7 separate regions of the Mus musculus genome follow, and regions 1, 2, 3, 5, 6 and 7 are each linked to region 4. The links are chromatin contacts, called in public HiChIP or PLAC-seq and promoter capture Hi-C maps. All regions are on one chromosome and are shown on one strand. Each heading gives the region's core, a stretch centred on a gene start, on an enhancer-like site or on the middle of the called end of the contact. The rest is flanking DNA. Distances are from core to core; before and after follow the strand shown.

Region 1 (3,766 bases), core at 460-2,959, 1.1 Mb after region 4:
GTGAAGTCCTGAGGCAATGTGCTGTCACTGACATAGGCAGAGCTGTGTCAGCACCCCAGAACCTCAGACCCATGAAGGAAGGGCAAAGCCCCACCCCCATCCCCTGGCATGAAGAAGCCTTCCTCTGGTCCAAGTATAGAATTTGACAGTATATGCAGAGAATGGCCACTCTAGCTTTCCCCCTTGAATGTTTCCCCCCTGCAGACTGCCTCCCCTGTTTCGTTACACCTCTGTCCCCATCCCTGCCCATCCGTATACACCCGCCTTTCTGTTGATCCCTACAAACACCCTGGGCTTCCAAGAGTGCTGTGGTTTCTCCAGAAAAGAGCCCAGCTCTCTGTGTGTCTTTTTCTTCATGACCTCACTGCCTTCAGTCCTGGAAGACTGTGAAGAACGAGATGTTACAAACCTGATAAGTTAAAAAACAAAAACAAAAAACACTCCTCTGACCATCAAGCACTATAGCCCCTAGACAACCAAGTGAGAAACGCTGGAGTTTCTAAGTTTATGCTGAGCAAATCCCCCTATTCCTTTCATAGAATAGTTTAAGTCTCCAAATTACACTTTACCAAAAAGCCTGGATCTCTGTCTAGCCATGAGGGATGGGAAGGTTGGGGGAGTGGTGCCCAAGGTCTTACCAAAAACCTTACACTGGTCAAGAGGGAAGTTTCACTCTTCCCAGTCCGACTCCCCATGTGACACTCTGCAAGTCACATTCTCTAGCATACAGTATCACTCAAAGTTATGCTTCCATGGGGTAAAAGAGGATGGCAAAGACACTCCTGTCAATTTCATTGGGAGGGATAGCCATGTCTGGGTAAGAGACTGAGAATGCTCGGTTTTGTTTTTTGTTTTTGTTTGTTTTTAATGTAACCAATTATCTGAGGCCAAACACACCAAGAATTTAAAATTCAAGCCCAGCATGGCTTGCAGTCTCAGCTTCTTGAGAGACTATAAAACAGGAGGATCAAAAATTTAGGCCTCCCTAGGCTACACAGTGAATTAGTTCAAGGGCAGCCTAGGGAAGCTAGTGAGAATGAAGGACAAAGTACAAAGTAAGAGGATGGGAGATGTAGGTCAGTGGTTGGGAGCCTGTCTAGTCTACAGAGGTCTGGGTTCAATCTCCAATATTTAGAAGAAGTGGATACTGAAGGGCAGCGGCAGGAGAGAGGAAGAGAGGGGAAAAGGGAGTCCAGCTGGGAAGGGGGATTAAGGAGATAGCTGGAAACCCAGCAACAGCTGAATGGTTGGTCCCTCTAGCCCTGTAGCCCTAGTCCTCCCAGGATCCGTGTGGTACCAAAGAACCCGCCAAAGGTCATTGGAGGAGTCGAGCTGGCTTGGGGCTGGACAGCTGCGGCCTCAGTTTCCCCTCCCCGCGGGGCACGGCTGCGGGGCCGGCTGGTGCTCACGCTTAGCCCAGGCTGTAGCCGTCCGTACTGCTCCGACACCCAGAAGCCGCGCCGGTCCTCCAGCGCCACGAAGGGCAGGTCGGGGAAACGCGCGCGGAACTTCCGGAGGAAGCCGCCCTCAAAGTCCGCCAGCACGCCGTCCATGTCCACCAGCACCCGCAGGGCGCGGCTGCTCGCCCGGCTCCGCTCGGCCCGTAGCGGGGCACCGCGGGGACGCGCACAGCAGCCGCGCAGCCTATGCATCGCCCCGCTCCTCGCCCGGGGCCCGCGGCAGACGCAGCCTCCACCGCGGACACGGACGCGCAGGCTCCGGCCCAGAGCGAGGCCGGCGCGCAGCCCCGCCGCCCTTAAAGGGACATGCGCCCAGAGAAGGTGAGCGCGACGTGGGTGCTGATCGCCCTGGGACATCCAGTCCCAGGTTACAGCCGCCTGTGAAAGCCAGACTGGAGCACTCTTCCTACTGAGGCAGTGGTGGATGGAGGAGCTCACCACCGGAGGAACAAATCCTTAGGTATTTATTGAGCGCTTACTTCGTTGAGCTCTGAGCCCAACAAAGTTCCAGCCATCCCGGATTATGGGTACAGGTTTTTAAACAGCTTGTCATTCCCAAGTATAGACAGGGAGGATTTCAGGTTTTAGGTACAGGTAAAGGCAGATACACCTGCTGTGTGTGATCCTCTTTGTTCATAGATGCTGAATGTTTGCAACCATAACCTTATAAAATTTAAAGCTATCAGAGGTGTAACCTTCAAATCTATAAAGGTTCTAAAAAAAACAGATGCTCTGTGTCCATCCTAACATCACTGGATTCAATAGTGAATCTCCAAATATGTCTGTAAATTTGTTACTGTGCTTCATGTTATTAAAAAAAAAGGAATTAGTAGGTAGAAAAAATATTTTAAAGGATGCAAACATGAAGGTATTTTTGGTAAAGAAAGGTCTCTGTATGTTAAATCTTGGTCCTTCCTGATCTAGATTCCCAGCACCCTGCTGGCTGCTCACAATCCTCTCAACTCTGAACACAGGGGATGCATACAGCACCCTCTGCTGGCCTCCATGGGCACATGTGGTGCACAGACATACATATTGCCAAAACGTGGGGAGAGAGAGAGAGAGAGGGAGGGAGGGAGGGAGGGAAAGAGAGACAGACGGATACACAGGATGTTTGTAAAGATTTTTTAAAAAGACTCTGTCCTAAAGAGAAGAGGGATGGCTGGATGTTTCCAAAATAAGAAAGATAAAGACAAAGCTAGAAAGCTCATGTCCCAAAAGGCCAAGCAAGTTACATGGGAGGACCAGACAATCTGTTGTGAGATTATGTTTTCTGGAAATGACAGAAAAACTTCCATAATAATATGGCTGCCTAAATAAGACCACAACAAGGAACCACCACTGATAGACATGCTAACATGGAAGAGAGACAGTGCTCACAACAGTCTGTAGCTTCAGTTTCTGGAGATTCAACACCTTCTTCTGGCCCCCTCAGGCACCAGGCAAGTGTGTTATACCCATACATACATTCAGGAAAAATAAATATCTTTAAAGAAACTCACCCTCCTTGTCATCTATGAACTTCATTCTCTAAGTTCATGAGACAAGAATCTAGAGGCACTGACTCAGTAAAAGCTTTGTGACTATTGTGGACGCCCGATTCGCCAGCAAGGAAGACACCACAACAGGATTCTTCTGCACAGGTTTATTGGAAGAGCTTGATAGCGAAGCCAAAAGACCCCAGCCCCAAAACTGGCGCTGCTTATATAGGCCTAGGAGTGGCGTGTCTATACCTGATTGGTTGTGCTTTCAGTGCCTCATTTACATTCCCCGGGATGGGCTTTGATTTGGTGAGAAACCCTTATGCACATGCGCACAATGGTTGTTTACCTGAACTTACGGGCGGTGGCCAGCGGTGGCCAGCGCCATCTTGTAATGGCGTATGTGACTTCCCACAACTATGAGCTGCTGGAACCCTATCCTGAGGTAAGCCCACCGGGGCTAGAGGGCTTGGCACAGTCAAGGGTCTTCCTAGTTCACAAGGTTTTCAAGGCAGTGAACAAGAGCTGGGGAGAAGAGGCTCTTCCTGTGGGGCTCCCTGAAAGTTGGGCAGGGAGCAGCAGGGTTGAGTTTTCAAGAGCCAGACAAAGCTGGACCTTTTATTAATGCAGCTGTGTGAGTTGTCCATGCACCTCTAACTAACCCCTCACCCTTATGCGTGGTGGTAATCTGAGTAAACTCATCGGTTCACCAAGCTAGTCTTGGGTGGAATTTTTTCTTTGGTCTATCATATCTCTCCAGGAAAAGTCACACAGCACAATCCATAAAACATGCCACTTCAACTGGGCTTGGCTGGCCAGATCAAG
Region 2 (4,088 bases), core at 793-3,292, 1.1 Mb after region 4:
GTCCAGGCTGTCCTGGAACTCACTCTGTAGACCAGGCTGGCCTTGAACTCAGAAATCTGCCTGCCTCTGCCTCCCAAGTGCTAGTTGACCTTTTGAATTGGCAAGTTAATACACTGCACAAGGTTTTTATCTACTTGTTCTGACATGGAGGTAGGCAAGGAATGGCTGTTGCAGAGGGCTAGCTAGAACTAGCTCAAGGTAAGGCAACTAGCTTTTGGGTCTGCAACATCCCAGTCCGTCCACTGGTACTGACATTCTAATCAGCCAGCCATCTCCGAAGACAGGCTCCTTTTGAGTCGGGAAGTGTCTGTCCTATGGCTGAGGCTCCTGTGGGGAGCTTGCTTCAGCGAGCCTCTGGGACTGGATCGGTAGGAGCAGGCAAAGGGACTCATTACCCCCTCAGCCTGCGAGGCTTCTCAATGACTGCAGAAAGGAATCCTGGTAGCCTGCCTCAGCCTTAGAGACCTGGGGGAGCCAGTGGGGAGCTGCACACTCCTGCTGTCCCCTCACTGACCTCCAGACTCTCTCTGTAGTGACTGCTTTTGGTTGGCTGCCCAAATCCTCTGGTCGCAATACAGGATCCTGGTTCTCAGAGCCATAGTCAGAGCTGACCTGGTTCTTCCTAACATCGCTGTGGGGAGTTGCAACTGGTTTCACTTATATCCTGAGTGGCAGTCTGCTTAAAGCTGTTTTATCCTGCTTAAGTTTGTTAACCCCTAGTTGTCAGGTATCTGCTTTCTTCTTCTGCTGTCTGCTTGCTCTAGTCTTGGAGAAGGGTAGGGAAGAGCCTCGTGGAGGACAGGAGATGACTCACAGTATCAGGAATAATCGGATTGGTAAAAATAAACACACACAAGACAATACCTAACACCATAACTCCACCCTGCACTCCTTAATCTTTACCAGGCAGTAAACAAAGTTATAGAACACAAGTTTGCATATTTTTTTTCCTCCTGCTCCCTCTTCCAACAAAACACGAAAGCTGAAATAGAGAGAAAGGAATCCGATCCCCGTGATTTGAAAAACAAACAGATACCAACTCATCAACTTCTACTCATCTGAAGCTTCCCACTTCCGGATAACCACATTCTGGGCGTCCTCGTGTACACAGCGGAGGCTGGCAGCGCTGGCCGCTGTGTACAGCTGGCAGCGTTAGTTACAGGCTCAAGCCCAGAGCTCTGTTCTCATCTGTCTTCAAGGGCCCATGGTATGCACTAATAGCTTTAAAATTCATTTAAAAAAAGATGTATTTTTTTTTATTATTTTTAAAATGTGAGTACACTGTCACTCTCTTCATGCACACCAGAAGAGAGCATTGGATCCCATTATAGATGGTTGTGAGCCACCATGTGGTTGTTTGGAATTGAACTCAGGACCTCTGGAAGAGCAGTTAATGCTCTTAACCGCTGAACCATCTCTCCAGCCCTTAAAATCCTTTTTTTTTCTTTTCTTTCTTTCTTTTTGGTTTTACAGGGTTTCTCTGTGTAGCCCTGGCTGTCCTGGAACTCATTCTTTAGACCAGGCTGGCCTGGAATTCAGAAATCCATCCGCCTGCCTCTGCCTCCCAAGTGCTGGGATTAAAGGCGTGCGCCACCACTGACCGGCTTAAAATTAATTTTTAAGTAGCTAAATAATATTCCATCCCTCATCCCCAAACGGGAAATCAAACCCAGGGCTTAGAGAAAACAACCCCACAATCCACGAACTGTTTTGAAAGCTAGTTTGCAAAGATAGGGCCGGCTCAGGGCAAGACTGAGCCGTGCACATGCGTGGTCCTGCTTCGCTCTGTACCCTCCTCCCTCCCAGGACCTGTCCGTACCTTCCACTTCTCTCGAAGGGGAGACGGTTTCTCTGATCTGCAACTTTACAGGCAGGGAGTGGAGTCCCAAGAACTCCCAGAATCCAGAGGAAATTTTCCGCAAATCTTTCCTCTTCGGTAGGGACAGGGCATGGACTGACTAATTCTCTCTGACTTTTTTGAAATGTCAGTTTTGACGTCACCCCTGCAGAATGGCTTCTCTCGGCGGCCGGAACCATCTACGCTTTTCCGCGGGGCGACTTGCCGCGCCGAGGGGCGCGCGTGGCCGAGGGGCTTGGATTCCTTGCCTGGAGGAGCATTACGTGACACAGCAAGGCTCCGCACATCCTAGTCGCCTGCGGGGGACGCAACGCTGCTCGCTCCGGCTAGTCACTGGCGTTGCCTGCCCTCTGCCGGCCTGCGGATGGTTCGGTCCGGCTGGGTCACGCGCTAAGGCTCAGTGCAAGGGCCTGCGGAACGGGCTAGCACTTGCCGAGGGGCAGAACAGTGGCGACAGCCCCAGGACAGTTGCGAGCGGGTTCCGGCCCAGCATCCGGGAGACGGCGGCAAGCGCCCCAGCTGGGTTGGTGTTGGGCCATAGGGCTGAATGGAAAGCGCGGATGGTAAACACCTGGGAGAGGGAGGTGGCAGGTTCCACCCCCCGTTTGGGGTAATTGCTTTAGTTTGACTGAATACTGTTGGGGACGTCGCCCTGCCAGTCAACCTCCGTTTTCTAGCAGGATGGCCGTCTGAGGACAGGGCAGGCAAGACACCTCATTTCTCTCCACTCTTAACAGGGTAACTCGTCCTCATGCGTTGGAAGAAATGGTTAGCCCTGGGATTAGCCAGTGGATCGCCGTTGAGGTCACAAGTGGCCCATAACAGTAGGGGGCCAGGAGGACCTACTGCAAGTATAGGGTGAATTTCCATTTCTCGGGGGTGGGGGTGGGGAAGCCTGGTACCACCCATGGTGTCCGGCAGAGAGAAAGACTACAGCTAGTGTATTGCTGGCAGTGCCGAGCTATCATAGTTGTCATTAAACAGTAGAGAGGACATGGCACGTGACAGTGTTTGCTCTGCTAGTGTCAAGTGACTGGGTGCTCTTTAAAGGAAGTCCTGCTGAAGTTGGCAGTAGTAGAGAGGGGAGTGGTTCTAAGTTGGAGATAAAGTTCCCTGCTGAGTTTCTTACCCACTCTATACTAGCTAGTGTAGTAGGGGGATCAGTGAGTTTCCTGTGGGAGACAGTTACAGCTCCTGCTGACTTCCGTGGAGATCCTTGTAACCCCTTGTTTGCCTACAAGGCACTCTTAGTGGCCTGGTGCTGTGAGAAGACAAGAAATAGAGATGAGGAAAAACTAGGGCACACCAGGGAAGGATGGTGTGGGTCTCGTTTGCCAGGCTTGTGGTTCAGACAGCGGGAGCAAATCTCGTACATGCACAGCCTGCCTCTCAAAGTATGACGCTGAGGAGACTGTCTTCAGCTCGAAAGGTTACTAGGAAAGGGTGGTTAGGCACACTCCCAGAAGCCGGCTCCTGTGGTAGAAGAATGTGGTAGACATTGGGATTGGGAGAGTAACAGAAGACCTAGGCTCCTTCCTCACCGGAATTCAGACGCCATATGCAATCCCGTCAGAGAAGCCTGTTGCCCAGTGCCCAGGAGGATTTCCAGAGGATAAGTGACAGTTGGTGTTACGGGCTGGGAAGGATTAGAAACTCAGGTAGTAGGTTTCTCGGTGGCTGCAGAATGGAGTGTCATGTAGGTTCCATTACAGTCTTCCAGGGGCTGCCTGGGCTGAGGAATGAGTAACCAGAAGATTCGAAACTCTTGTTGGACAAACCCCCTTTTTTTCTTTTTTAAAGATTTATTTATTTATTTATACACTGTAGCTGTCTTCAGTCAGCACCAGAAGAGGGCATCGGATCCCGTTACAGATGGTTGTGAGCCACCATGTGGTTGCTGGGAGGTGAACTCAGGACTTCTGGAAAAGCAGTCAGTGCTCCTAACCACTGAGCCATTTCTCAAGCCCACAATTTTTGTTTTTTGTTTGTTTGTTTGTTTTTTTGGTTTTTTGAGACAGGGTTTCTCTGTAGCTCTGGCTGTCCTAGAACTCACTTTGTTGAAGAGGCTGGCCTCGAACTCAGAAATCTGCCTATTTCTGCCTCCCAAGTGCTGGGATTAAAGGCGTGCGCCACCACACCCGGCACGATTTTTGTTTTTTAAGATCCAAAGCACAACAACAAATACAAATCTCCAGCTCCTCCTGACAGTCCCTGATTTGACTGTTAGCTG
Region 3 (4,189 bases), core at 1,509-4,008, 2.0 Mb after region 4:
CAGGCATGTGAACATGGATGCACTCTGAAGGCACATACAGCATGCACACGTGCACAAGAACACACATGCATGCATCCCTCAAGTCCAAGTCCTGCTAACGCAGGCGGTGGAGACCCTGAACTGCCCCTAATTCTGCTTCCCAAGGTCCTTTTTGAGAATTTGGGAATGAGGTCGACTCTCAGTGCTCCCCATCTTGTTCTCTCCTCTGAATCCTGAAAGCCAAGCATCTTCGGATATTCCAGAGTGGCTGCCATGTTAATTTCATCTGAACTTTCTATGAGCAGAGCACAGGGCATTACCTTCTCCCGACCCAATCTCAAGAGTCTCACCACCTAGTCAGAACCACCTAGTCTGACCTAGTCTGACCACCTAGTCAGAACCAGGGCCAAAGGGCCCTGGCTTCCCTAGAGCAGAGACAGACATCAGGGTTCTTGGGTCATCTAAGGTCAATGAGGGCTCATCCAGGAGACCCACGTAATCAGAGTGGTCCACGGTTTGAAGCTTATGGTTTGACTTTGGTGGGGACAGGAGAAGGAACCCCCTAGTCTCGACCCAGACAGTGAGTGAGCGAGCGAATTCTCTGGACGGTGGTTACTCACAAGGAAGGAGCCTTGCACTGCGCCAGGTGCCAGGGGCAAGTGCGCCGCATGGGGGAAAGGCTGGGTTTGTGCTACAGCACTAGGGAAGACCAGGAGCTGGGGCAGAGGGCCATTGTGGCGTCAACTCACGCAGGCAGGTTGCTTGGCAGAGATGCCGCGGGGGCGGGGCTGAGGCTGCTACACCGAAGGGAGGAGGCGGGGGCTTCGTTGCTTAGGGTGGAGCCAGGGAGAAGGGGGCGGTGACAGAAATATGGCTTCGCTAGACCATATTTGTGGGACCAATAAATAGATCAATAGGGCAAAGAGATTAGGTGGAGACTCAGGTGGGGAATGCAGGGAAAATGTGGTCGGGTTTGCATGGATTGAGGCTAGGAAAATGAAAAGGGGGCAATTTAGAAATTAGCAACTCAAAGTTGGGAGGTGGTGATCCCTGCCTTTAATTTCAGCACTCGGGAGGCGGAGGCAGAGGCAGGCTCATCTCTGAATTTGAGGCCAGAGGGAGTTCCAGGACAGCCAAGGCTACACAAACAGTCTTTAGACTCACCCACCCCCCCATCCTGCCCCCCTCTACCTCCCCTCTGCCTCCTTGCCCTCCCCTGCTCCCCCATCCCTGGGCTTGGAGACATAATGGGCTTCAAAACTCTTCAGTTGCATACTTATATTATATGCACACCCTAGGAGTAATTTATGTATTTAACATTGGCATTAATGAGTGATTCCACTACAAAGGAGAGGTAAAGTTTTCTGTGTTAACCTCACAGGCTTATTCAGGCTATTCCCCTCAGCCCTCCACTAATGCAGTTCAGTTAACCATCTCGGGTTCCTCCCAGTTTGATTTCTGATCAAGCCGGTTAGTCTCCATGCCGGTCATCTCTGAACACCACCCTTTTTGTATGGCTCAGAAGTCATACAGTACTGGACAGTATGAAAAACCAAGGCTCAGAGAATTAAACTCCAGCGCAAAACATCCTTTTGATAAGAGAGGTTCCTATTGCTTACAACTCAGGTTGAGTCAAGACAACAGCTAGACTTTCGTACCCTACAGGAATCGTTTAAGACAGGATTCTCTGGATGTGTCCCCTGGAAATATGTAAGTTAACACTTTCCTGACTCTTTTGCTGCCGCCGTTAACAGATGGGCAAAATTAACTTTAATCAAAGGCAGTTCACTGGGCTTTCCATCAGGAGAAAGGCCAACTTTTCAAGTACAGGAATAGCTAGCCTTTTTAATACCAGGCATTATGAGCCTTAAAACACAAAACATAAGTAACTTGGTTACTGAGCAGATGCGTTTGGATACTATCAACTATGCAAACATAGCACGTTTACTGCCGGTAGGAGCTACCTTCACTTGGTAAAACCAGTCAGCAACACAACCATCATCTTGTAGTACAAGGGCTCAGGCCACTATACCTATCAAGGGAAGGCAGGTTAGAATAGGACGGAGCTGCAAGTCAAATAGCTCAATGGGCAAGGATTAGCTGCTAAGCCCTCTAGACTGATCTGGGGAGACACTTCGATTGCCGGCCACCTTGTCTTCACCTCCTGAGGAGACAGGACACCTAAGTCTACGTTACAGACACTTTTTCTGACTCTGTGGGTGGCTCTGAAAAGAGCCGTTGGGTTCATGAGCGGTGCCTGTGGGAGCCTAAGCCCGTTCTCCGCGGATGCGCCGAGCCAACTGGATGTCTTTGGGCATGATGGTCACCCGCTTGGCGTGGATAGCGCACAGGTTCGTGTCTTCGAACAGCCCCACGAGGTACGACTCGCAGGCCTCCTGCAGCGCCATCACCGCGGAGCTCTGGAAGCGCAGGTCGGTCTTGAAGTCCTGGGCGATCTCACGCACCAAGCGCTGGAATGGCAACTTGCGAATCAGCAGCTCGGTGGACTTCTGGTAGCGCCGGATCTCGCGCAGCGCCACCGTGCCAGGGTGGTAGCGGTGCGGCTTCTTCACGCCCCCGGTGGCCGGGGCGCTCTTGCGGGCCACCTTCGTGGCTAGCTGCTTGCGCGGAGCCTTGCCTCCCGTCGACTTCCGTGCCGTCTGCTTGGTGCGTGCCATCTTCCTGAATCGTCCGCCTCCCTTGCTCCTCAGGTGCACAATGTGGGGGGCGAGTAGCACTGCTTTTATAGACCCAGCTACATTCCTATTGGCTGCCCACCAGGTGGCATTATGGGATGCTGCACTCTGATTGGTCCATTGGGGGATTGACTTTACACCCTGCCTCTTATATTCTCTCTGAGTGGTGTGGACTCTGGAACTGTTAGTTGCGGCTCGGTAGGAGGGCAGCGGGGTCTGTGGAAAAAACTCAAGTCGCTTTCTTGGAGCTTTTATTGTTGTTGTTAAATAAAAAAACAAAACAATCTTGCCTCGACTCCCAAGACACAAAGAACCTTCTAGAACCTTTCTGCATGCTTCCTTTATATAACAACGAGGCATAGTTTTCCTGAGTTCTGGAATACTAAAAAAACATCCACCTGGTCTGAGGACGCCCCTGGGGGCGAGGGCTGGAGGTAGCTCAGCAGTTAAGCTTAATTCCAGGACTCGGGAGGCAAAGGATGGTGGATATCTGTGTGTTTGAGGTTAGCCAGGGCTACATAGTATTAACACTATTTTTTAAAAATAGGGAGGGGTAGAGATGGAAAAAAATAAAGAGAAAAACGAAAAGAAATTGTGTCGTTTGCTGGAACAATGGAAAGAACTCAAGATCACAGTGTTAAGTAAGCTGGATCCAGGCAGGAAGAAAAGCATGGCATGGGTTCTCTAGCATGTGGAAGCTAGATTAAAAAAAAAAAAAAAAAAAAAGCATAAAAATGGGGTCGGGGTGGTATTTATAGAGAGAAAGGGACCAGAGGGAAGAGGAAAAAAAGGGGAGAGCTGGTGTGTGTGTGTGTGTGTGTGTGTGTGTGTGTGTGTGTGTGTGTGTGAAGTTATCAAAATGAAACCCATTACTAAGCACAGTTAACGTACGTTAATTAAAAAAAAAAAAAAACTAGAAGATATGACTCAAAGAACAGTAGTCCATGCTTATAACTTCAGTACTCGGTAGCTGAATCAGAAGGATAATAATTTTGAGGCTTAGAGTACACTGAAATGACGCTTTATCAAACAAAATAAAACATCTTTAGATCTGAAAGAAAATTAGGAAAAAAAAAAAAAAAAGGATTTCTGAAGCAAAGGCTTTCAAGGATAACATGGGCTGTATTCAAGGATTCCCCCAAAGGTCACAATCAGGGTATCAAACAATAGTAATAATGATTATTTAGATCACGTCAGAGGATGAGAAATGTCGTCCACATAATTTCAAAAAACGTGAGTCCAGAAAAGGATAGAAATCAAACTGTGGTGCATCTTTACGGATTTGGTTAAAAAATAGAACTCACTGACAATCATGGTGTTTTGCTTCCAAACGTGTATGTGTAGTTTAAACTGACGCCGGTGAACGCCAAAGCGGGGAATCCCGAGCCCGTGCCTGCGGTGTGCGGTCGCGGGTAGGCGCTACGCCAACCGGAGGACGTGGGTCGTCCATTGGTGGTGCCCAGGAACCGGGACGTCCCGGCCCGCGCCACTCTCTAGTGCCAGCTTATGGATAC
Region 4 (3,735 bases), core at 7-2,506:
AAAGGTTCAAGAGTCAGTCACTGCCACTAATGACAAAATGCCCACTGCAACTTACAGAACTCTCTGTGGCAATGTGAGGTCGTACACTTGGAAAAGGATCTTGCAGTTTTTCACAAAACAAAATATCCACTGGCTATAAAACTCGGCAGTATATTCCTGAGAGCTACCCTAAGGGAATGCTGGCCAGACGACATCCACAGCCTGTTACTCATAGCAGCTCCAAACCAAAACAACACAACAACCCATTAACACGTGATGGAAAACTGGTACCTGCTTCCTGGGAAATCTCTGACACACTGGTGAACATGATAGCAGCAACAACACAGCTGATGACAGGTGGAAGCGAAGAAACCAGATACGAAAAGGTAAATACTGTGTAGTTCTTAAGAAATAGGATGTTCTTAGGAAAAGCTGTTTAGTCAATAGCGCTAAAAGTCAGGGAGCATAGCTACTTCAAAAGGAAGAAATCAATTGGAAGGGAGCCCACGGAGATCTCCATTTAGCTGTAAAATGCTTCCTTGTTGGTCTGTCCCCCGCCTCTCCCCCACCCCCAGCCCCCGCCACGCACACAGACACACATTTTGTACAGGTTTGAAGTTACAGCCTTCAAGCATTCCACTGAGGTACTCAAACTTTAATGTCTGTGTGGTGGTCTCATAGATGTGGACATCAAATTTGCACGGTAATTAACAGAATATGATTCTGTGAACATCCATGGTCGGCAAGCTTTCCTAATACTGTACTTCTAGAGAAACACTGGCTCCTGGGTAGCTAGCTCCCTAGGGACCTCATATTTCTGGCTTTCTTTGGGAGGGGTGGCTTTTCACCCAGTCCCAAACATGCCTAGGGGTAATCTCTCAATATCAGCTACAGCTGCCCGAGTGGGTGGGCTGCATAGCTCCAGCCCGCACGATTCCAGCAGAGAGTAGGTTTGCCTGTCAACACCTTGCATTTGACGTTATCTATTGCCTCAGGCTTGCAGTGAGGCTAATGCCTAATATTAAATGGCTGTCGCGGGGAGGATCTAAATTACCCCATAGGTCATTGCGTGTTTTGCATATGGGTCCGTGTGGGTCCTAAAAGTCATTCTGGGGCATTCGGGAGGACAATCGGCGCCCTGGATGGACCAGCACATCATTGTTGAAGCCGCGAGCGAAACGGGCAGCGCGGTCTCTTTAAGAGACGCCAGGAATGTATCCAAACAGACAGTGCGCGCAGCGCACGTGACTCACAGCTGATTTCCGGCCCCGCCCCCTTCTCCGGCCCGCGCCGCCGAAGAGTCAGTTCGCTGCGGCCCGCGGTCCCCAGTGTCGGCGCGCGCGATGGCGCACGCTACCCCGCCGAGCGCACTGGAGCAGGGCGGCCCCATCCGCGTGGAGCACGACCGCCAACGCCGCCAGTTCTCCGTGCGCCTCAACGGTACCGAGCTGCCTTTGTTTGCGCGCGCGCGGGCGGGACGGGGCGGGACCTGCGGGCGGACGGACAGATGGATCCCGGGGCGGGAGGGCTCCCGAACCCCCCGACTGGCACCGCCGGAGCGCGTCTGCCCGGGCAGCCCGCACCTGCTAGCGCAGCCGGCCTCCGACATCGCGGACGGAGGGCTGCCACCCTGGGTCCCAGAGAGCAGGTCACTGGTGGCCTGCCACCCCCACCCCCCGGGTGTTCGGTTGCTTCCTGCCGCCGTGGAGGAGCCTGCAGGGGCCTGGGGCATAACCTAGGGAATATGTGGCCTGGAGGAGGAGGCGGGTAGGTGATTCTGAGACTTTGGCCAGTTTGTCTAGTCAATGTGTGCATCGGTCTCCCGGAATCTGCAATGGGGATAGCTGGAGTGCAAACCGCTTTGGATGAGATGCTGTGGCAGTAAAAGTTCAGAATGACACATTTGGTGCACAGCAAGTGCTGATAAACATAGATAAATGGCTACTTTTCAACAGATAGAGAAGTCAAAGCCTCATCTGTAGCGTTTGTACCAGCAGACCGACACTCCTCCCATTGATTCTAGGGCTGGAAAAGATTGTGGAATATGGGACCTTGAGCTCTCTGTAGCCCACTCCTCCCAGCTGGGCCCTCTGGGGAGACCCGACTTAGCCACTGCCCATATTATTTTGATTGGAAGGATGCACCACTTGAGTGTGGTCGGCCAGTAGGTAGGTTGTAAGCAGTCAAGCATACGCAGCCTATCCTGACTTCCTGAGCCAACCTTCTGTGACCTGCACTTGGAGGCCAGGTCTCCCGTTTGTGCCACCTAACCACCGTGGGGGCAGCTATCACTTCCTGTGTTGTGACATACCGCCCCACTTACAGATGAGTAAACTGAGGCTGGGAGTGCAGGAAATGGGACCTGCCCAGCTTTAACAAGACCAGAGGCATATTCAAATCAGGGCCCAGCTGCCCCTTGCCCTATTCTTTCCGTAGAGAAACAAGTCCTGCTGTCATGCTGATGGTAGCTCAGCTGACTGTGACACTTGGCCCTGATCCCTTGAGAGGCCTTATCTGAGGGTTTGTTTGTTTTTTGTTTCTTTTTTCTTCAGATCCTCTTTTCTGAAGTTTTCTTAGTTCCAGTGAGGCTTTTAGTTCCTGGGGACTGTGGAGGCACATCAGATCCATAAAGAGAAAGGCAGAAGCCTTAGGCTTCTCTCTCTTTCTTTCTTTCTTTCTTTCTTTCTTTCTTTCTTTCTTTCTTTCTTTCTTTCTTTCTTTCTTTCTTTCTCTCTCTCTTTCTTTTCCAAATGGGTCCAGTCAAAAGGACAGTACTCTTGAGAGCTGGCTATGAACAAATGATATCCTTAAACTTAACCGTTCTGCAATCTGCTGCCCCGTTGACAGAGAGACAGAATTGCTAGAGGCGGGCAACCTCGCCTCGGCTCCTCCTGTACAGCCTGGGCCAACAGTTTACTGAGTACCTACTATTTACCCAGGACTTGTAGGGCTGCCAGTCTAAAGAAGGAGATGGGTCTCAGATGAATTGCATAATATCTCATAAAACCAAGGCCTTGGGAGGCGTGGTCAGGCAGAAGGAAGGGTCTATTGGGGCAGAGCCACTGTTTGGCATTAAGTTCCAAGCAGGTGGTATTTAAGTAGAGACCTGAAAGAGACAAGAAACAGCTGTAGCTGTGAAGAAAGGCACTGTGTGAAAGAAACCTTTGAGAGCAAAGGCCCTGCAGTACCCATTGTGTGTTTCAGAGCAGCCAGGAGTGGTGCAGGCATAGAAGAGCGTGACAGGTAGGATAAGGCTAAGAGGTCAAGGAGGCAAATAATATAGGAACCAGAAATGTGAGCTTGGGTGTGGCTTCAACCTTCAGTGCTGTGGGGTCCTGAAATGCCTTGTAAAGAGGACAGATGCCATGGACCAGGAACCCTAAGGCTGTGCTGATGGGAAGCGCACTGTGGGGTATGACAGTGGGGAGCTGGGTGCTGCACAAGTCCAAGCAGTGTGATCAGGGGTGTGAAGAAACGTCTAAGTCCTGAGCATGTGTGACAGGAAACATGGAGGAAGTTTGTTGATTGGAGGAGACTGGAACTCAAGTCTACATGACCCCAGATTGAAAATGCTGGGCGTGTATCCACTGTTCCATGGGTGGGAAACCAAGGCACAAGGCTGATGGACAACTAGTCCAAAATGGAACCTCGGATGTGTATGTGTTTAAAGATTTGTTTTTATTTTATTTGTGTGTGTGTGTGTGTATGTACAGACAACATACATTCCAGTGCCTGTAGAGGTCAAATGAGGGCATC
Region 5 (3,597 bases), core at 1,034-3,533, 1.0 Mb before region 4:
CCATTGAGATCCTAGGTCATTACAAAGAAACCCAAACCATCCTCTATAAACAAGACATGATGGTGGCAGGATCTCTTGTGGGGTGGTGGTGAGGTGTATGTGTGAAGGATTATGAAAAGTCTTAATTGTAAAGTGCTAGGAACATAGAGAGTACATCACAAGTTCTTAGTAAATAATGATTTCGATTAGCTGACTGCTATGTCTAGCTGTCTGAGAGATAGTGGAAATAATAAAACTTATTCAAGGAACTAACAAAACGAAGCAGTTTTTAAATATACAATTCTGCAGAAAGGGATGCCAGCAAAAAGAAAAGTCAAAAATTTCTGGTGCAATGCTTTGGTACAAGGCAGTGATTTTTAAGGTCCCCCCAATCTGGAGGGGTTTTAAGTTCCCTCTAATTCTATTCTTGTCTCCATTGGCTAGAACTTGCCCCTTTCCCAAATTTCCCATGTTATTGTTTTAGGACACAAAACCTTATCTAATGAATAGTTTGGGGCTTGAGATAGCACCCCTCCTCCTTTTCTGACCATGAGCAATAGGGTAGCAGACTACCTGTAACTTTTTTAGAGTTCTGTGACAAGCCTGCACCAGCCACCAGCTAGGGGGCCTATTGCTTTCTTCTTATCTGTAAATGGACTGTAACAATCTATTTCTCACAGAGAATAAAAGCAACTCCAGAATCTCTGGTAGGGGGGGCTCAAAGAATAAACCTCATTGGAAATTGAGTTGAAAAACACTTCCTCAACACTGATTTATGTTTATTTAGCCTGAGAGAATGAGTAAGGATTCTAGAAATCCTAATGGAGCCAGAGCCCTCCCCTCAACCCCATTGACTTTTTGCTCATTTAAGGGATTTTTCTCACTCATTCGTCTGGTGTTCCTCCTGCCCTGATCAGCTAACCAATAGTTAACAAATACAAAACAGTCTCTGCCAAGACTGGAACTCCAGAAGGGAAAGGCAAAGGAATAATGTAAGACACACCACCCATTCTGCCTAAGAACAGAGTAGATACTCTAACTGTGGATCCTTTGCAAGTGTTGTCTGTGCTCCTAATTGCTAAGCCATCGTTCAACGCCTTGTTTTGTTTTTATCTGTTTGAGACACAGTCTCACCTTGGCCTAAAATTCCCTAAGTAAATCAAGCTGACCTGGGACTCAGTGATCCACTGGCTTCTTTCTGCCTTCCAAGTGTGTTAAAGGCTTTCACCACCAGAGCACCTCCCCTGGCTTGCCTTAATATTCTTAGGCAAGGAAAGGTTTTCAAGGGTGGGCAGTGGGTGGGAATAGGGGAGGGGTATGCCCAGAGTGTAATATTCATTTCCAAATCATCTCAGACCTCCACACCATTACCTCACATGGGGCAACCACAGCCCTGCTCTCCTTTTCAGTTCCTGCCCAGCGTGACCTTGAAAGCTGGCCTAGTTTCCTCCATACCAAGAGCAAGTTTAAAGACTGTTACTAACCTGGAGGGTTTAGTATGGTATCTGTGCACGATGTTATAAATAAGTTTAGCTATGATGGTTTTTCATCATTTAGCAAACAGGCTTGGAAACAAAACTAGCAAACTTATTAACCTGCTCTAATAATATGGTTAAGACTCCAGGCTTTACTTAGTTCCTGTTTTAACACACCGAATAATCAGGCAAGTTGCCGCTTCTGCACTTGTTTTTCCTTCTGTCTCAGGTAGACTTTGCTGATCCAACATAAAAATCAGCAACTGTGTGCATCACGAGTTCCTGGTTCGCTTTTGACAGTAGTTGTAGCTATAGTGGCCATCCATCCAGGGCGCTAAAGGTGGGTAAGCTTTAAGAAAGCCAGAAGATTTATAGGAAGGTGGCTTTCGAATAAGAACGGAAGAAATAGCCCTCTGTTGAGGCTCAGGTTGCTGGCTCTTTCTGTTTTGAGCATCTGTAGGGATTTCATCTGAAAATGAGCCTACCACTCTTTTTCTCCTTCCTTCCTGAGGTCACTTTGAGGGAGGGAGCTTCGGGAGCTACATAAGAGCAGCTCCTCGTCCTGCAGGCTCGCCTGCATCCCCCGGGGACCTGGCAGGGTAAAGCTGCCAAGCAGCCTGCGGCATTTAGCAAGATTCCGCGAAAAGGCTGCGCAGCAGTGCTGGCGGGGGCTTCCCGAAGAGGAGGAGGTTCAGCAAAGAGACGCTGTCATCCGAAGCCTCCAGGGGGAAGGGCTCGCGGACTCGAGGACGCCAGGTCACGTGGGCTGAGCGGGCGCGCGCCCCGGCCCCGCGGGAGGAGGTGCGCAGGAGGAGGCGGGGCCGGGGCCTCCCGTGAAGCCCCGCGCGCGGACGGACCGGAACTCTAAGCGGGTGGCTTGTTGATAACATGGCGGCAGCAGCTGCCGGGGCATCCCGAGGTGGCGGCAGCGCCCACACCCGGAAGAAGGGGCTGTTTTCGGACTAGTGCAGCGGCTCCTGCGGCCCCGGAAGTCCCGGCCAGCTGCTGAATGAGGGGAGCCGGGCCCTCCCCGCGACACTCCCCCCGCGCCCTCCGCCCCGACCCGGGCCCCGCCATGTCCTTCTTCCGGCGGAAAGGTAGCCGAGGGGTCGCCGGCGGGGGGTGAGCCGGGTCTCGGGCAGCGGTGGGGCAGCAAACCTGCAAGGGTTTTGTCAGGGCGGCCGCGAGGCTCTCGATGAGCCGCTCGGCCTCGGCGCCGACACCCGCGGTGCAGTGTGCTGCCCGGGACTCCGCAGGGAAGAAGGTGGCCTCCTCAAGCGAGGTCGAGGGGCATTGTCGCTTTGGGCCAAAAGTGTCTGCTTAAACCCATAGAAATTAACACCTGTTGGCTAAAGAAAAGGTTTTCCTGGTGTGTTTGGTTTCTGGAGGTTTGTATGTGTGTGTGATCCACGCGCGCACTGTGGATGAAGATCAAGGAAATCCCTTTACTTATAGGAAGTCTTGACTTTTCCGAATATTGGGGGGGGGGGGTTATACCTAAAACCACGTGCAACTGTTATTTCTTCAACTAGCGCTATTTTCTAGTTTCCTCTTTTGGGGGCGGGGGTGGAGAGCGGAAGGGGGCCCACTGTTATTCCTAAAATAAAATTTCTTACTACTGAAGTTCCGTATTCAGAAGACTACTGCTTTTGATGATTGAGCAACTTTACTAATTATTGAGACCGTTGCTGCTACTATAAACGAACTACTTAGATTTCGGATGTCCAGTTGTAAAAGCTTACTTAGTTTTTAAAGTAGAGGCAAGGTGATTTTGATCCTGGAAAGGGTTATGGTATTTCATTAAATATACATACACAAATTGATCAATCAAATCTCTTTAGGTGGAGGTGGTTGTATCTCTTCATTCTTACTGAGAAGATGTATCAGACAGACTTTTTTTTTTTTAAACATAACACCAAATCAGACTTGTATTCACGTGATAGCTTTTTCATAAACTCTGTAACCCGAAACAGCCGGTTAACCCACTTTTTTTCCAGCTGAGAATCAGATGATTCCTAAAGGCCTCATAGGACTGAGGCTGTCTGTTGATGCTAGGTGAGGGAATGAATGAAACTGGTAAATAATAGGAAGCTTTATCAGTAAAGTGTCTTAATATCTCTGGAGTTGTTAATGTACCTAGGTT
Region 6 (3,884 bases), core at 781-3,280, 2.0 Mb after region 4:
AGGCCCTTCATTTGATCCCCAAAGTGGAATTCTGATAAGGGCAACTAATCTTAAAGCTTAGCCATTCACGCTGCTATGCATTTCTTTCCACATAACATGGCATTAGCAGAGTGCACTTTCAGGTATACCTTGGCCATGACTGTAGGTGGTGTCAGGGATGCCCATGCTCTGGGCCACCTTCCAGGTTACATCGTATCTTCCCACGTGTCCTTCATCCTTGCTTCCCATCCATGCTATGGTTTTTGTTGTTATCTTTGTTTGGTTTGGCTTTTCTTTTAAGCCAAGGTCTTGTCTTGTAGCTCAAACTGGCCTTGAACTCGATTTCCCTGCCTCCATCTCCCAATTGCTGGGATTAAAAGTACAGTCATTGCCTAGGATGCATAATGCCCTGGGTTTGAGCGCCAGACCTCAGTAACAATTTGAGAACCATGTTGGATCTGGCTATGGTCAGTTAGATGAGTGTGAAAGTGCCTAAGTACAACTGATTTTTTATTTAATTAATTTTAATTAATTTATACATAAATGCTATATCTGTTGAAGAGGTTGGCTCTAAACCCCCAAGGATACCACAATTTAAGGACACTCCAATCCCTCAGATAAAATGTTTCTCTTACACACATCACATCTCTCTCTCTCTCTCTTACACACACACACACACATACACAATTCTCTTTCACTCACAGACACAGACACACAGACACACACTTTTATTTATTTATTTATTTATTTATTTATTTATTTATTTATTTATTTTTGAGACAGGGTCTTACTATATAGCTTTGATTGGCCTGAAACTCACTGTGTAGACAAACTGGCCTGGAACTCACTGAGAACTGCCAGCTCTAATTCCTAAGTGCTGTGATTAAAAGCATGTATCATTATACCCAGCTAAAACATCATAATATTTACATGCATCTTTCTATGTAATATTTTTTTCCTAGATGACTTATGATACTTAACAGGATGTGAATACTGTGCAAATCTTCATTCTATTGTCTAGGAAATAATGACCAGAAAAGGGCTGTATAGCTTTAGTACAGATGTGGCTGCTGCCATAGTGTTTGGAGCATATAAATGGCAACATCACTGTCTTAGTTAGGGTTTCATTACTGTGAAGAGACACCATGACCAGTGTAACTCTTATAAAGAACATTTAACTGGGGCTGGCTTACATGTTTAGAGGTTCAGTCCATTATCAAGGCAGGAAGCATGACAGCATCCAGGCAGACAAGGCTCTGGAGAAGGAACTGAGAGTTCTACATCCTGATCCAAGGCAGTCAAAAGACTGTTTCCCGCAGCTAAGAGTGAGGTCTCAAAGCCCACGGCCACAGTGACACACTTCCTCTAACAAGACCACACCTCCTAATAGTGCCACTCCCTGGGCCAAGCATATTCAAACCACCACAGTCACATTTACAGTTATATCCGCAATCTCAGTCTGAAGAGTCACACATTGCAGATAGCTGACTACAGCTGTATTAACACAATATTCTTTAGAGTGCTTTCCTGCAAAACGTGCTGCTGTTCTGTGTGCACAGTGAGACTCCCTGACTTCATTTTATGTCGCTATCTTAATTTGGTCATACTCCTGGTTGACTACACAGGCATCTGCCTACCTAGCCAGTTTTATCCTGCTTCAGGGCTGAAGGTATAGCGATAAGTCACCCTGGAAAAGCCTTTCCTGACAGACCACCTCCCAAATTATCTGTGGGAGATGGGCAATTATTCATGATGTTGGGGCAGTACCCTGCAGGATGAGTAATCTTATAGGACACAGGGAGTATCTTTGTAAGGATCTGGGTTTGGAGCCCGCGACTGACACCATCAGGACAAAGGTCGTGAGCTGCTACGGGAACCAGTGTGGAAGAGAGCTCAGCTGCTCAATCATGGGCAGGGCGATGAGCGAATACCAGAACCTGAAATGAGAGCGCACAGCTGCAAGGACCTGGATGGAGGAATGCGCAGCTGCCAGGACCTGGACGTCAGAGCGCACGGCAGCCAGGACCCCGCCCCGCGCGCGCGCGTGCCCGGCGTTGGCGCAGTCTGGGTCTGAGTCGTAGGCTGAGGCTCGTCGGCCTTGATCTCCGGCCGGTCCTCGGCCCTTCTGCGCCCTCTCCGCCCGCGCCCTCGTCGGCGCCGCCGCCCGCAGCCCTGGCGCTCCCCGCGGGCCCAGCTGATGCCATCTGCGCCCTGTGTCAGCGCGCGCCCCGCGAACCGGTGCGCGCCGACTGCGGCCACCGTTTCTGCCGGGCGTGCGTGGTGCGCTTCTGGGCCGAGGAGGACGGGCCCTTCCCGTGCCCGGAGTGTGCCGATGACTGCTGGCAGCGCGCCGTAGAGCCCAGCCGCCCTCCGCTCAGCCGCCGCCTCCTGGCTCTCGAGGAGGCGGCCGCGGCGCCGGCGCGCGATGGCCCTGCCAGCGAGGCCGCGCTGCAGCTGCTCTGTCGCGCCGACGGGGATCCGCTGTGCTCCGCCTGCCGCATGGCCGCTGGCCCGGAGCCGCCGGAGTGGGAACCGCGCTGGAGGAAGGCCCTGCGCGGCAAGGTGCGCGAGGGGCCCCTGCACACTGTCCACCTTTGTGGCTTACCTGGAGTCAGGCATTCGATCAGTGTGCTGACCTCCTCTTCCCTCTCCCGCATCCCATGGGTGCCCAGCACCCTCCCTTCCCCGGGGACCCTGCCATGCTAGGGGCTCTTGGATCCTGGAGTCCGTGATTCTGCCTTCCTTCATCTCTATTATCTGTCTCCCGGACCCTGCTATGTCCCTCGAGCTATTATCTCTAGCGCATGCTCCTCCGTCCCCCTTTCATCCCAGGTCTCTGGCCTAGCTGTGCCTTATCTCTATACAACCTTAAGACTTCTATTTTTCTCGAATTCCCCTCAAGTCCCGATCCCATTCCTCAAGGCCTCTTGCTCCTATCCCGGTGTGATTTCATCGGTGCAAGCCCCGCCCATCCACTTGCTTATGGAGACCTGAGAGTGGTCTTTGGTCTACCAGTTACCATTTGCAGCCCTCTGAGGGGCTGTCGGTCCACCTCATTCAGGAACCTTCTCTGCTATACTCTCTTGGTCATTGCACGTAGCACCTGCCACCGGGCAGAAACCGACTATTAGACTCTGTGTGAAGATGGGTTGCAGGGATCTAGATAGAGTATCATCCCTGACCCAGAGAGAGATGTCTGAATAGCCAGGTAGGAAAGCCGTGGTCTCCGCCCGACAGGAGAGAAAATCGTAGCTTAGCGTGTTTGAGGGTGCTGTTATCCTTATGTTCTGCAATGATGCACCATGAGCCTCTGGAATAAGTTGTGAAGAACACTTTTGAGGTGGAGGCCTGTGGTTACATCCAGGTCCCAAACTGAGGTAGATACACTCTGTCAGAACATACTGCTGGGGTTGTCCTATGGTTTGTCGTCCCCTTACTAAGACAGCAATCTCCACAAAGACCAAGCAGGACACAGAGAAGTCAGGAAAGTCACTGTCTTAAATCAAGCTGACACTAAAGGGGACCTACCTAAAATCCTGGAATCACACAGCTGACCTTGAATTGCCTGCTGTACACCTAGTTCTGAAGAGGTAGAAGCACAGGAGACCCTTTTACGAAACAACCACTTTCCAGCAGAGACCGGACGAGTAGTTCCAGTCGCCAGACTGCTGATCGGGGTGTTCAAATCCTTCTTCCCAGGCTCTAACCAGCTTCTCTCTCCCAGGAGAACAAGGGCTCTGTGGAAATCATGAGGAAGGACTTAAATGATGCCCGGGACCTGCATGGTCAGGCAGAATCAGCGGCTGCTGTGTGGAAGGTAAGTGGGCTCTCCTGGATATGGGGAGCTAGCAGGGCAACCAAGCTGAGCTGCTGGAGTTTGGCTGGCTGGACTTGGTGAGTTGAGT
Region 7 (4,217 bases), core at 1,696-4,195, 1.4 Mb after region 4:
GCTTGTTGAGGCTCGAGTTCAACCTAATCCATCCAAACATGTCCCCACAGCCCATCCCCCTCACCACTGTGCAGTGTGTATGCAATTTGTGTGGAAGGAAAACCTGCTCTCTCTGGCCTGCCAACATCAGTTTTGCCAAAGCTGTTGGGAGCAGCATTGCTCAGTGCTTGTCAAAGATGGTGTTAGTGTAGGAATCTCATGTATGGCTCAGGATTGTCCACTTCGAACACCAGAGGACTTTGTATTTCCCTTGCTTCCCAATGAAGAATTGAGAGATAAATACAGGCGCTACCTCTTTAAGGACTATGTGGAGAGCCATTGCCAACTCCAGCTGTGCCCCGGTGCAGACTGCCCCATGGTTATCCGGGTACAGGAGCCTAGAGCCCGCCGAGTGCAGTGCAATCGGTGCAACGAGGTCTTCTGTTTCAAGTGTCGACAGATGTATCATGCCCCCACAGACTGCACCACAATCTGGAAATGGCTCACCAAGTGTGCAGACAACTCCGAAACAGCTAACTACACTAGTGCTCACACTAAAGACTGTCCCAAGTGCAACATCTGCATCGAGAAGAATGGAGGCTGTAATCACATGCAATGCTCCAAGTGTAAGCACGACTTCTGCTGGATGTGTCTAGGAGACTGGAAGACGCATGGTAGTGAGTACTATGAATGTAGTCGGTACAAGGAGAATCCTGACACTGTCAACCAGAGTCAGCAAGCACAGGCCAGGGAGGCCCTCAAGAAGTACTTGTTCTATTTTGAGAGGTGGGAAAATCACAACAAAAGCTTGCAGCTGGAGGCACAAACATACCAGCGGATTCATGAGAAGATTCAGGAGAGGGTTATGAACAACCTGGGAACTTGGATTGACTGGCAGTACCTACAGAATGCCGCCAAGCTCTTAGCCAAGTGTCGATATACCCTGCAGTACACCTATCCATATGCATACTACATGGAATCCGGTCCCAGGAAGAAGCTGTTTGAATACCAGCAGGCTCAGCTGGAAGCTGAGATCGAAAACCTTTCATGGAAAGTTGAGCGTGCAGACAGCTACGACAGAGGGGACTTAGAAAACCAGATGCACATAGCAGAGCAGCAGAGAAGAACCCTGCTAAAGGATTTTCAAGACACCTAAACTGGGCTGTGGCTGTGCCGGGGTGAGGAAGATGTAGCTGTGAGGCCGCCCGGCTGCCGTCCTGCAGGCTGCAGGCTCTGCCTTTCACCACCCAGGCAACAGCCAGGGCCCCACTCCTGAAAGACACTGGCAACACACCTCTTAGCCGATTTGTTTTCTCCTCATCTTTTTTATTTTTATTTCTACCAGGGTAGAGGCCGTGTTGAGCTGGCCTCTAATGAGGACTTTAAATTTCCCCTGGATGGTTGTTGGGCGGGAGGGGACTTTTTTTTCTGAATGGCTATTAATAGTATTAGATCATTACAACTTATGTAATTTTCAAAGGTTGTGCGATTATAAGGGAAAGAGGCAAACCATAGATAACACAGAGCCCGATTAAAATAAATTGGCATTGGAGTGCTTCACCCTTTAAAAAAAAATTATAGATGTGGCCCTTCATTAACTTCTATTCGAAGCTGGGCAGTGGGGGCGCATGCCTTTAGTCCCAGCACTTGGGAGGCAGAGGCAGGCGGATTTCTGAGTTCAAGGCCAGCCTGGTCTACAGAGTGAGTTCCAGGACAGCCAACATTACACAGAGAAACCCTGTCTCGAAAAACCAAAAAAAAAAAAAAAAAAAAAAAAAAACCAAACAAACAAAACTTCTATTCAACATTGCTATCTTAGAGGAGTGCCTTCCCTTTTAAAGCTCAGGCTAGCTCCTTGTTTTGGCCAGAGCTCTCTAGATGAACAGAGCTGATAGTATATATATAATTTATTAGAGTGCTTTACAGGCTGTGGTTCAGCTAGTTCGATACTAGCTGTCCCCCAACAGAGAGCTGTGGGCAACCCATGGGGACGGATGTCTCTGTTGGTCCTCAGTAGACACTGGAACCCTAAAGAAGTAGATTCTAATAGCAGCAAAGGCATGCTTTGGTGGCAGGGGAGACAGACTTGCCAATGGGAGGGGAGACAAGCAGGTAAGGAGCAGGAGCTTCCTTCTTCCACATTGCATCATATAGCCTGTCATGAAGGTGTGCTTCAGGGTTAGAGTAGGTCCTCTAACCTCAGATGATCCAGTCAAGAAAAATCGCTCACAAGCATTCCCAGCCTCTCGGGTTTTAGTTGATTCTAGACGTAGCCAAGGTGACAACCAACAATAGCCATTACAGTCCTCAAGCTAGGAAGATTATGACATCTAAATTTTTAAAAATGAGGGCTCTGGCTCAGTTGGCAGAGTCCTTGTTTAGAATACAAGAAGTCCTTAGCAGGATCCCCAGTGATGCATAATAGCACACATGTCCTTCTAGCACTCCAAAGATGGAGGCAAGCAGATCCGGGGGTTCAAGGCTGGCCTGAACTGTATTTGAGGCAAGCTACACGAGACCCTCCCTGTCTCAATGTATTCACAATAAAAATTTCAAATAATTGTCATGTTAGGAATTTCCAGTTGTAAATAGCATATGTGTGTGTGTGTATGTATATGTGTATATCTATCTATCTATCTATCTATCTATCTATCTATCTATCTATCTATCTCTATCTCTATCTCTCTCTCTATCTATCTATCTATATGTTATTGTTCCATGGATATGTTTCTGTAGGTAAAGTACAAGTGTGTCCTGTCCTGGCAGGGCCATTGCTAGAGTGCAAACAAATCTTGTCCCGTAAGTATCTCTCTGTCAAAGGTTAGATTACATCCCTAATCACTCAAGGATTGGGGGCGTGTCCAAACCCTTCGTCTATCAGAGTGGAATTGTCCAATCAGGCCGCAGCTCGAGCGGAGGGGCGGGGCAGGATGCTTTACTCTCGCGGTGTTTGGTTCTTTTCACTGTTTAGTTCTTGTTCAGGTTCCGTTTCTTCAGGTTCTATGTCTGGCTCACAGTTGTGTATGGTGGCTCCGCTGTAGCTAGCGTCCTTATGAGGTGCAGACGACGACGATGCGGGACAGCAGAAATTCGGAAATGGTGAGCGTTCCGGCCGACGCTGGCTACAGCCAACCAGTACCAGCCGCAGGGAAGGCCTCCGTAGCTGGTGTCTGCGGCCCGATCCCGGTGCTGTCCGGTGTCCTGGGTGTCCTGGGTCCCCTCGCTTCCCATCTGCCCTCGCGGCGGCCTGACCGACTCACCTCAGGACTTGGGGCGTCATGGCCGACCCACCTTAGGACTTGGGACGCTGGCTTCTTGGTTGTGGGTTCCCGCCCTTCAGCCATGGCTGGGCTTTCCCGAGTCTTGGAAAGTGGGGTCTCAATCTATTTACTCTTCGCCTGCCTGTCCCACGCCCCCGTGTTCACAGTGAAGTCCCAAAATTCCAGTCTTTAGGGCCGTCCCCCCGCTAGTCTCAGGACATCGATGGTTGGTTAGTAGGAAAAAGCCGAGAGAGATTTCGTCAGTGCGGGCACCGTAGAAGCGGGACAGATGAAGGGTCTAGGACACTCCTACCCCAATTGATCTTTGGACAGGAGCTTTAGGCTTAAATAGAGGAAGGCCAGACCAAAAAAAAAAAAAGCTTAAACACAGCAGCCTAATGTAAGGTGGGCCCCGCCCATCTTTGTCTCCGCTCATTTGAGACCTGAAGGGGACTAGGTGTTTCTCTGGAGATAGCTCCTGCTTCTGTGAAGGGCTGTCCTTCCATGAATCCTGGGTGACTGCAGGTTAAGGACCATAACTTATCTCTGTGCCCTCAGCGGCAGAGTGAAGGCCGGGATGCCAGGCGGTCATCCCGCCTTTATTTGTGGCTGTATGTGGATACACACACGTGTGTGGGTGTCTGAGGAAGTCAGAAGACGGTGTCAGATTCCCTGGAGCTAAAGGTATGGGCGGTTATGAGCTGCCCCAAAGTGGTTGCTGGAAACTGAACTCCATCCAGCTTTCTTCAAGAGCAACAAATGCTCTTAACCACTGAGCCATCTCTGCAGTGCCCCCCGCCCCCAACAGTTTCAGTACCAGTATTTTCAAATGCCAACTTCTACTGTAAAAGGTTTTAAAAGTGACAACCATTACTGTTTATTTTCGTTGCTAAATAAATAGAAATTGACACAATATCTTTTTCATTTCCTATTAGTAATGGTCCCAGGTTCAGAACTGCCAGATGCTGACAAATTTCT

The links. Promoter capture Hi-C pulls out the DNA fragments that hold promoters and counts their contacts. HiChIP or PLAC-seq counts read pairs in DNA pulled down with a chosen protein or histone mark.
Region 1: a contact with region 4 is called in a promoter capture Hi-C map of pre-B cells, with 3 times the contacts expected there. The contact joins the promoter of Nt5m here to the promoter of Natd1 in region 4. A contact is called at or near these places in 2 of 39 promoter capture datasets (3T3-L1-derived adipocytes and pre-B cells), 1 of 484 Hi-C or Micro-C datasets (B cells) and 2 of 115 datasets of contacts at active chromatin or transcription factors (forebrain and pro-B cells).
Region 2: a promoter capture Hi-C map of liver shows a contact between it and region 4, with 2.8 times the contacts expected there. The contact joins the promoter of Flcn here to the promoter of Natd1 in region 4. A contact is called at or near these places in 5 of 39 promoter capture datasets (the 3T3-L1 cell line, erythroid cells, liver and 1 more) and 2 of 115 datasets of contacts at active chromatin or transcription factors (large pre-B cells and pancreatic cancer cells).
Region 3: a promoter capture Hi-C map of liver shows a contact between it and region 4, with 5 times the contacts expected there. The contact joins the promoter of H3f4 here to the promoter of Natd1 in region 4. A contact is called at or near these places in 1 of 39 promoter capture datasets (liver) and 1 of 115 datasets of contacts at active chromatin or transcription factors (embryonic forebrain).
Region 5: a promoter capture Hi-C map of pre-B cells shows a contact between it and region 4, with 3 times the contacts expected there. The contact joins the promoter of Akap10 here to the promoter of Natd1 in region 4. A contact is called at or near these places in 2 of 39 promoter capture datasets (liver and pre-B cells).
Region 6: a contact with region 4 is called in a promoter capture Hi-C map of pre-B cells, with 2.8 times the contacts expected there. The contact joins the promoter of Rnf187 here to the promoter of Natd1 in region 4. A contact is called at or near these places in 2 of 39 promoter capture datasets (erythroid cells and pre-B cells) and 1 of 115 datasets of contacts at active chromatin or transcription factors (embryonic forebrain).
Region 7: an HNF4G HiChIP or PLAC-seq map of pancreatic cancer cells shows a contact between it and region 4. The contact joins the promoter of Zfp867 here to the promoter of Natd1 in region 4. A contact is called at or near these places in 1 of 39 promoter capture datasets (liver) and 1 of 115 datasets of contacts at active chromatin or transcription factors (pancreatic cancer cells).

The regions. Positions count from the first base shown.
Region 1 is chr11:59,846,016-59,849,781 of GRCm38.p6, reverse strand. It overlaps Nt5m (5',3'-nucleotidase, mitochondrial), which reads right to left and starts at 1,709. Exons shown (of 5, transcript NM_134029.2): 1 at 1,410-1,709. The coding sequence starts at 1,652. It also overlaps a transcript of Cops3 not described here.
Region 2 is chr11:59,807,993-59,812,080 of GRCm38.p6, reverse strand. It overlaps Flcn (folliculin), which reads left to right and starts at 2,042. Exons shown (of 13, transcript NM_146018.2): 1 at 2,042-2,421. Gm16062 (predicted gene 16062) reads right to left here and starts at 2,001. Exons shown (of 2, transcript NR_045686.1): 1 at 1,820-2,001.
Region 3 is chr11:58,960,280-58,964,468 of GRCm38.p6, reverse strand. It overlaps H3f4 (H3.4 histone), which reads right to left and starts at 2,758. Exons shown (of 1, transcript NM_001318003.2): 1 at 2,196-2,758. The coding sequence starts at 2,657. The coding sequence ends at 2,247. Trim17 (tripartite motif-containing 17) reads right to left here and starts at 688. Exons shown (of 7, transcript NM_031172.3): 1 at 600-688.
Region 4 is chr11:60,911,313-60,915,047 of GRCm38.p6, reverse strand. It overlaps Natd1 (N-acetyltransferase domain containing 1), which reads left to right and starts at 1,256. Exons shown (of 3, transcript NM_025294.5): 1 at 1,256-1,419. The coding sequence starts at 1,323.
Region 5 is chr11:61,928,943-61,932,539 of GRCm38.p6, reverse strand. It overlaps Akap10 (A kinase (PRKA) anchor protein 10), which reads left to right and starts at 2,283. Exons shown (of 15, transcript NM_019921.3): 1 at 2,283-2,551. The coding sequence starts at 2,464.
Region 6 is chr11:58,937,052-58,940,935 of GRCm38.p6, reverse strand. It overlaps Rnf187 (ring finger protein 187), which reads left to right and starts at 2,030. Exons shown (of 4, transcript NM_022423.2): 1 at 2,030-2,541; 2 at 3,704-3,796. The coding sequence starts at 2,152.
Region 7 is chr11:59,471,202-59,475,418 of GRCm38.p6, reverse strand. It overlaps Zfp867 (zinc finger protein 867), which reads left to right and starts at 2,945. Exons shown (of 4, transcript NM_178417.3): 1 at 2,945-3,078. The coding sequence starts at 3,052. It also overlaps the pseudogene Gm12263.